Linked DNA regions of Hordeum vulgare: region 2 is linked to region 1. A link is a contact called in public Hi-C data. All regions are on one chromosome and are shown on one strand. The core of a region is the stretch at or near the end of the contact, and the rest is flanking DNA. Distances in the headings are between cores, read along the strand shown. Region 1 holds the start of LOC123401816. Region 2 has its middle 27 kb from the start of LOC123403395.

Region 1 (3,767 bases), core at 132-2,631:
TTAATATTCTATAAAGTAAAACATGGAGAAAACAACAACTGGACTAGGCACTTAATTAATAGGTTAATCGAGAAAATAATATAAATTGGTAGAAAAAGTATACAAAAGTGATAATATAGTAGCATGGAACAATTAAAAAATATAGATACATTTGAGACGTATCAATGCCATCTCGGAGGCATGATCCAATTTGAGTGGTTGGCTTTGGCGCTATCGAGTGGGATGTTGGCGGGTTCTAGTGTGGTCCACATGTGTCACATGCTCGGTGGTGTGGTTTTAACATATAAAGCAAGAGTATCCAAAATTGAAACTCCATGATCAAGATGATGTGCAATGTTATCACGATCGAGCATTTCCTTAAAAGTTGCCCTCTAAGATATATCCAAGGGCTCCTAGCATAGAATCCAAGAAGATATGCAGCGTGATCCGACGACCGTATACATAAAAGTTGCTCTCCAAGATATATCCAAGGGCTCCTAGCATAGAATCCAAGAAGATATGCAGCGTGATCCGACGAGTGTATACATAAAAGTTGCTCTCCAAGATATATCCAAGGGTTCCTTAGCATCGAATCCAAGGTAACTCATGATTTTTTTCAAGTAAAACACATTAAGTGAAGATTTTTTTTGAAATAAATCATTTAATAAGCGTATCTAATGCATGCGATACGACTTAGGGTACAATGCATCGAATAGTCTTAACCCACGTTTTCATGAAAGTTGTCCTCCAAGACGCAATTAGATATCGAGGGCATATACACGGTTAAGCATGGTTAATACTAAAGCTTGAAAAAGACTTGATTTAACGCTTTGATGCTATCCAATGGGACGTTGGCGTGTTTGGGTGTGGTTCACAGACAAGCATCACACACCCGATGGTATGGTTCTAATATAGTATAAATTAAGAGTACCCAAAATTAAAATATGAGGACCAAATAGATACGCAACATGATCCCAACGATCGTTTCCGAAAAAAGTTACCCTCCAGGACATACCAAGCCCCCCTAGCACCGAATCCAAGGTAACTCATGATATTTTTGAATAAAAACATTAAATGAAATACATTTTTAGGATACAAGCCATTAGACAAACGCATGTAAATGCAGGTCTAATGCACACGATACGAGTTAAGATACGATACATCGGGGAGCCTTAACCCGCGTTTTCATAAAAGTTTCCCTCCAATAGACGGTTTTTTATTTTTATTCTGAAAATATCCAACAGAGAGTTAGGTGCCGATGGCATATATGCATTCAAGCATAATTAGCACCCGAGTTGTAAAAAGAAAGGCTTGCCTCAACAAAAAGCTTCATATTCGGTGGAGATTTAGCAAAGTTCCTAAACAAAAAGCTCGTTTCTTTCCCCAGATTCCTCCAGTGAAAAGGAGGCGGCGAGGGGTTTTAAAGGGGACGCCGAAATGACGGATGAACACCACCTACATCACCACCCCCCCCCCCCCCCCCCCATCCGCACGTGAACGCCCTCCGTCTCTCTCTCTCTCGTCAGTCGTCACCGTCACATCCTCCTCTCCCCCTCCCCCCAACCAAAACCCCAGCCGAAAAATTCCGTAGAGCGAAGCAAGGCGACCGGAGAGTGGCAGTGGCAGCGGCAGCGGCCAGGCGGAACAGCGCCTCTCTTGTCCCTTTCCCCCCTTTTTAATCCCTCTCTCCTCCGCCCCCCTCCCCGCAAGAAAAGCTCGGATTCTTGGGCGTTTCCCCCCATTCCCCTCCTCGATCTGAGACTTTTGTCCTCCCCAAATGGCCGCCTCCCGCTGAACCAACCCCCCCGCCCGCCGGCACGCCCTTCGCGTCCCCGCTCCTTGGACTCGCGCTGTCGGGGGCTCCTCAGGGACCGTGCGCCGTGGTGGTAGCAGTAGCAGTAGTAGCAGCGGCGGCGGCCGAATGGGCGCTGCAAGGGGACGCGTCGCGGCGCTGCTCGTGGCCGCGCTCCTGCTCGGCGCCTTCGCCCCTCCGGCGTCCGCGGCGTCGTACCCCGCGAGTGAGGCCCCGCTTCTTGCTCTCTCTCTCCCCCTCTCCCTCTCGCCCTCGCCTTCCGCGTTTCTCGATTTGGTTCGGTGGTTCTGTCTGACGAGTGTTTCTTGGTTGCCGTCGCAGAGGTGGTGAGCGGGTTCCTCTCCAATGCGGCGTCGGCGGTGCTGAAGCGGCTGTGGTCGCTCAAATCGACGGCCAAGACAGGTGACCGCCGGAATCCCTCTCTTCGCCCGCACCCTGACGCGCTTTCCAGGTTTCTTGAATCCGGGTTTTCCTCATACAATGTTGGTTTCTCTGGGATTGGGAGCAGCGAGTGGAGCCAAGTCCATGGTGAAGTACGAGGGCGGGTACACCGTGGAGACGGTCTTCGACGGCAGCAAGCTGGGGATCGAGCCGTACGCCGTGGAGGTCACCCAGGGTGGCGAGCTGCTCGTCATGGACTCCATGAACAGCAACATCTACAGGATCGCGCTGCCGCTGTCCCGATGTGAGCCCCCTTCCTTTTCTTTCTAGCCCTCCCTAAATTTGGAGTATCTAGTTAGTGCCTAGTGGGATTCCGCTAATCAGATGCACGCCAGGTGATTGGTCAGGGTTGGTGTTCAACTGCTGATGCTGTGGGTTGGTTGGAGTCATGAATTCTGCTCTGGCCTATCTCTTGATTGCGATGTATTTGTTAGTTAGCCGTGTGAAATTGCAATGTTTTTCATGTCTTCTTATAACCTGGTTTGTTCCATTTGAAGAAGTAATTTGCACATGTAACAGTGGGCAATTGGGTCTATAATTTGTAAGTCGTTCGATCCGCTTGGTGTTATTTATAAAAGTTTGTGTTATTTTTTTGTTTGTGGTGTTCATGTTAATCTGTTCAAGTTGATGATATAATCTATAGCATTGGCAAGGACAAGTTGGCATGATGATATCCTGACTTCTGTAAGATGATTGCCCTATACAGCTTTACCCTGTTTTGTGATCTACCTTTTTTGTTTCTACATTTTCCATAAGGTGATGATGACATGGCCAACTTCTGTAAGATGATTGCCCTATACAGTTTTACCCTGTTTTGTGATCTACCTTTTTCGTTTCTACATTTCCATAAGGTGATGATGACATGGCTATCCATGTTCAGCAACAGATGATTTTGAGCTATATTGACCCTGGTTTCATCTTGTGGTCCTGATCTGAACAAATGCAGATAGCAGACCAAAGCTTGTTGCTGGTTCACCAGAAGGAATTCCTGGTCATATTGATGGGAGGCTGCGAGAGGCGAAGATGAACCATCCAAAGGGATTTACGGTGGACGGCAGGGGTAACATATACGTGGCTGATGCTATGAACATGGCTGTTAGAAAGATCAGTGATACAGGTAAGCTAAAATGTCCTGTGGGGTATATGCACATGGTTTTGTCTGTTCCCTGAGCATCCTATGTCTGCCTTTTGGATTTTGTTGGACTTTTCCAACATGTATTTAGTAACTGGCAGTCTGGCACCTGCATCCAAAATTGCATTTGGAAGGATGAAAAGTGTAAACCAATATCAAAGCATATATGTACCAAGCTTGAGTAAATCTGCTTAGAGTGATCTCGGAAAGTCGTCGTGATGACCAAAGTACAGCATCTTTCTAAAAACTTATTGAAAGCATGAACATCACTTGATTTGCAGAAACGGAAGATAATTTTTTTGCTTGATTGTTACCACAGAAGAGCACAACTGTGAGACAAGAAATGATAGAAAATACTGCTCTTTTGTATGCATACAAAGCTATTCTTGGGACATTATAATG
Region 2 (4,126 bases), core at 1,610-4,109, 260 kb before region 1:
CAAAATATGATACATACTACCAAAAAAATAGTATATATATTACCTAAACATGATTATATACTACATACTACGCATACATACTCTCCGATTTGATAGATACTACATACAACATACAAAACACAAGTGGTGATAACTACCATCGGTGGTAGATAAAATTTATCCTATAACTTGTATTTAAGATAATCCAAAATGAGTTATCTATATTTAAGGAAATCCATAGTTTTTATTAGATTTATGAAATACGTACATATATATATATATAGAAACTCTATTCATCATCCAGGGTACAGAATAAATCATTCCTCATCCGAGGTAATTTTACGACCATTTCATAAATAAATTAAATTTGAAATGTAAATAGATACATTTATATTGATTAACTACGAAACATTTCACACAAGAAAACAAAAATATAGGTCATAAGACCAGAAAAATCATATTTCATGTATAATTTACATTATATTTTTATGTTTGTAATTTTACGTAACATAAAATATTTTTTACGGTGACTATGTATTTTTTACGGTCTCTTTTTACGATTGACATAAGATTAAAATTTAAGAAACGTAAAATTACGGTGTATTGATGTGAAAATAGAGGGGGGTGAAGAATAACTATTCCTCACCCAGGGTGACGAATAGCACGACAAATATATATATATATATATATAAGGGTCCGTGCGTTGCAACGGGAAAAAACATAATTTTAAATGGTCATGGTCATATTTTGTTGTATCATCGACATACACTATCACTCCTAATTTCATGAAATCATGAAGAATTTTTTAAATCATGACCATTTTTTAAAACTCGTGCACATGTTTGAAGTAGTGAAAATTTTCAAATTCATGAACACTTATACAAATTTTTGAATACTTTCTAAAATCAAGAACATTTTTTGAATTCACGAACACTTTATACTGTTGGCAAACATTTAAAAAATGAGTATGGACATAAGCAATCAAATTAAAAAAAAGATGAGTCATCTTCAACTTCAAATAAAAAAATAGACGTGTGCATAGTTTGAAGAGCAAAAATATTTTTTCTTAGAAGGAAAAGAGTAAACACATGTGTGATGCAGCCACGCTAGCTAGCTAACATGTCGGCTGGCTAGAAGAAACCAGCAGCCTGGCTGGCGCTCGCTCATAGCCTTATCTTCGTCGTTTACTTTTCTAATATTCCACGAAGCCTTCCACATCCTGGCACTGAGATAGGCCGTCCCTGCCTCTTCGATCGCGCCCCGTCCCCTACCCTACCAAGCTCTAGCACCGACGGGATCACCCTCTCCCTTCCATTCGGGGCGGCGTCCCCATGCCGTGGTGGTGGAGCCCCTCCTCCCCGGTTAGTGGCTGGAGGCGACGGGGCCTTGAGGCTATGGCTTCTTCCTCTCCTCTCAAAATCATTGTAGACCATGAGAATATGTCTAGGCATGTAATCTGCTCGAATGTCTTCTTTGAAGCCTCAACATCACCTATATTCCTATACATAGAAATCTAAGAATTGCCGCACACAGTGAAATGACTAAGTCCAGATTTGACCGTATAACAGTGTATCTTCTTACAGGTTGCTGTTAGACTCACAGCAGCACATGCATTCATGACACTCAATAAAGTGAACGGGTCTGGCTCTTTTCCAAGAGAAAGAAACTCTAGGAACAGGCCTAGTGCCTTCTCAAAATTCTCATCATGCGCGAATGCTGTAATTATGGATGTCCATGTGACAACATCCTGCCTGGGAGTCATATGGAAGCATCTCAGACTGTCACTTACCGACCGTGCTTTGGAGTACAAGTTGAGCAGCGCATTTGCTATGAACTCATCGTCCTGAAACCCATTGAATATAACATGAGCGTGTATGAGCCTCCCAAAGTGCAACGCATTGGTCAAATTGCAGACTTCGAGCACACTCTTGAAAGTAAACCTGGACGGTTTAACACTCATCCGGAGCAAGTCTGAGAAAAGCCTCACTCTTCGACTCTAACCTCAGGGCAAGGATCATTACCTAAGCGAGCGAATCCCGCGATCATGGCACCGTAAACCACCGCGTTCTGATTCGGGATGCAGTCAAACACCTTGATCGCCTCCTCAAGTCCACCGTTTTTGGCATAAATGTCCACCATGGCACTCCCGACGAACATATCCAAGTCCAAACCAACCTTAACCACGCAGCCATGCAACATCCTGCGTACATCCTCGGAGCCCTCGAGCTCGGAGCAAGCCTTGAGGATCCCACCCAAGGCAAAGCTATCAAGCTTGACCCCTGACCGGTGCATCTAGACGAGCATGTGAATGACCACCTCTGGCCATCCCATGCGCAGGTACGCTGACAACAGCAGGTTCCACGGCATCTCGTCCCGCTCCTCGGCCCGGTCAAACACCAGCCTCACCTCGTCAATCATCCCGCACTTGGTGTACATGTCGATGACGGAGTTGGTCAGGAACACGTCCTGCACGAGCCCACTCGCCACGGCCAGCCCGTGCGCCGCCCGGCCGTGCCTCCAGTCCCCGGCCCTGCCGCACGCCGCTGGCACCGCGGCGTAGCTGAACCTGTCCGCCCGGACGCCGCCTCCCAGCGCGTCCCGGAAGGAAGCGAGCGCGAGGCGCGCGGAGGACCCGCTCTGGCTGGAGTAACCGGCGATGAGGGTGTTCCAGGACACGGCGTCCCGGCGCGGCATTCCGTCGAACAGGAGGCGGGCGTGGCGCATGTCGCCGCCGCGGCAATATGCTGCGAGGAGTTTGTTGCGGAGGAAGAAGCCCGGACGGAAGCCGGCGCGGAGCATGTGGGAGTGGGTCAGCCTGGCGATGCGTACGCCTTTGCCCGAGCACGACTTTGCCGCCCTCCGCGCCAGCTACGACGCCCTCCACTCCCGCGTCGAGTCCCTCAAGCACAACAAGCTCGCCCTCACCACACAGGTACCGTACGTGCAGCTATTCCTTAACCTCTTCTTCCTCCCGACGCTTCATCCAGCTGCTAACCACGCACGTACGTGCTTGCTGCTCTCGATGGCCACGAAGGTGCCGAGGGTGAGCTTGTGGATGTTCCGCCTAATCCCTCCTCCCGAGCGTCGCCCCGCCGTTCAATCTCTCGCGCCGCCGCCGCCCCGCCGCACGCCGCTCCCCCGGCGACCCCCTCGCCGCGAGGCCCGTTCCCCCGGACAGAAACGCCGAGCCGAAGCCCCCGCGCCCAGCCGTCGGGCCGCCCGTCGCCAGCTGCATCGCGCGTCGCCGCCGATTGGATCTGGCGAGCGTGCCGTCTGCTGCCGCGATGCCTCCTCGCCTCGGAAAACGTAGGGTCTTATTCATAAAAGTGAAACGTTTTCCTCACTTACGAAAGGACTGCGGGTTGATTAAATGAAAACGGAGGGGTCTTTCTACAAAAATGCCACGACGAACGATCAGAAACCGTATTTGTTTATTATTAGGGATATATATAAAAGTATAAACGAAAGTAAATGGCCTCATTGCGTGCCTTGCCGGCCCATCCAGCTCTTCCCTCACATGAGGCTTCCCTACATCTCGTTGTAATGAGACATAGGGACGCTCGAAGGATTCCCACTGTCATTTGTTATTATAAAAGACTCCTAATTTAGGGCCCACCTAGCCCTTAGCTTTTGTTACACCCGTCCAAATATTCTTCGATCAAAACTTAAAAGAAGTATCTTAGGTCTTTCCTGAAGGAAATAGCAGTACAAAATGTTTGATAAGAGATTTGAACTTAAGCATGCCACATAATTTAGAGAATGCATAAGGAATTATGTACAATGATTATTTTTTAGACTTATCTCCAATAACTACACATCCCTAAAGATTTGACGATAGAGTGTGTTGGTAAGAGATCATTACTCATAAGATAGCATAATTGTACACAGAAAACATAGAAGTTTTTAGGTCCCAACGGTTCGGCTTATTAGAGTATTTCTAGTTGACCCCGCATATTTGCGACCTGTAAAACGGTTTACACTTTCAAGAAGCGAGGTTTCATGGGACGAAATCTTACGCTGCAGAATAGACTCCGTATATGAAACTGCGTAAATTTTAAAAAAAGTATTCACGGGCGAAATTACAACCACGCTTATTCAGAGTTCATTACTTAGTACACGATCATACATACTATATTCAGAGTTCATC

The links. A called contact is a pair of places that touch in the nucleus more often than the background predicts.
Region 2: a Hi-C map of seedling shows a contact between it and region 1, with 3 times the contacts expected there. The contact joins the enhancer-like site here to the promoter of LOC123401816 in region 1. A contact is called at or near these places in 3 of 6 Hi-C or Micro-C datasets (leaf and seedling) and 1 of 1 datasets of contacts at active chromatin or transcription factors (embryo).

What each region holds. Positions count from the first base shown.
Region 1 is chr6H:490,078,194-490,081,960 of MorexV3_pseudomolecules_assembly, reverse strand. LOC123401816 reads left to right here and starts at 1,381. Exons shown (of 7, transcript XM_045095665.1): 1 at 1,381-1,997; 2 at 2,114-2,194; 3 at 2,301-2,477; 4 at 3,180-3,350. The coding sequence starts at 1,901.
Region 2 is chr6H:490,339,179-490,343,304 of MorexV3_pseudomolecules_assembly, reverse strand. It overlaps the pseudogene LOC123403768. Among protein-coding and RNA genes, the nearest start is that of LOC123403395, 27 kb to the left of the region's middle. Within about 2 kb of position 2,859, at least 2 of the 3 cell types and tissues checked have open chromatin away from gene starts, as enhancers often do. A contact at or near this core is called in seedling, where this site is marked.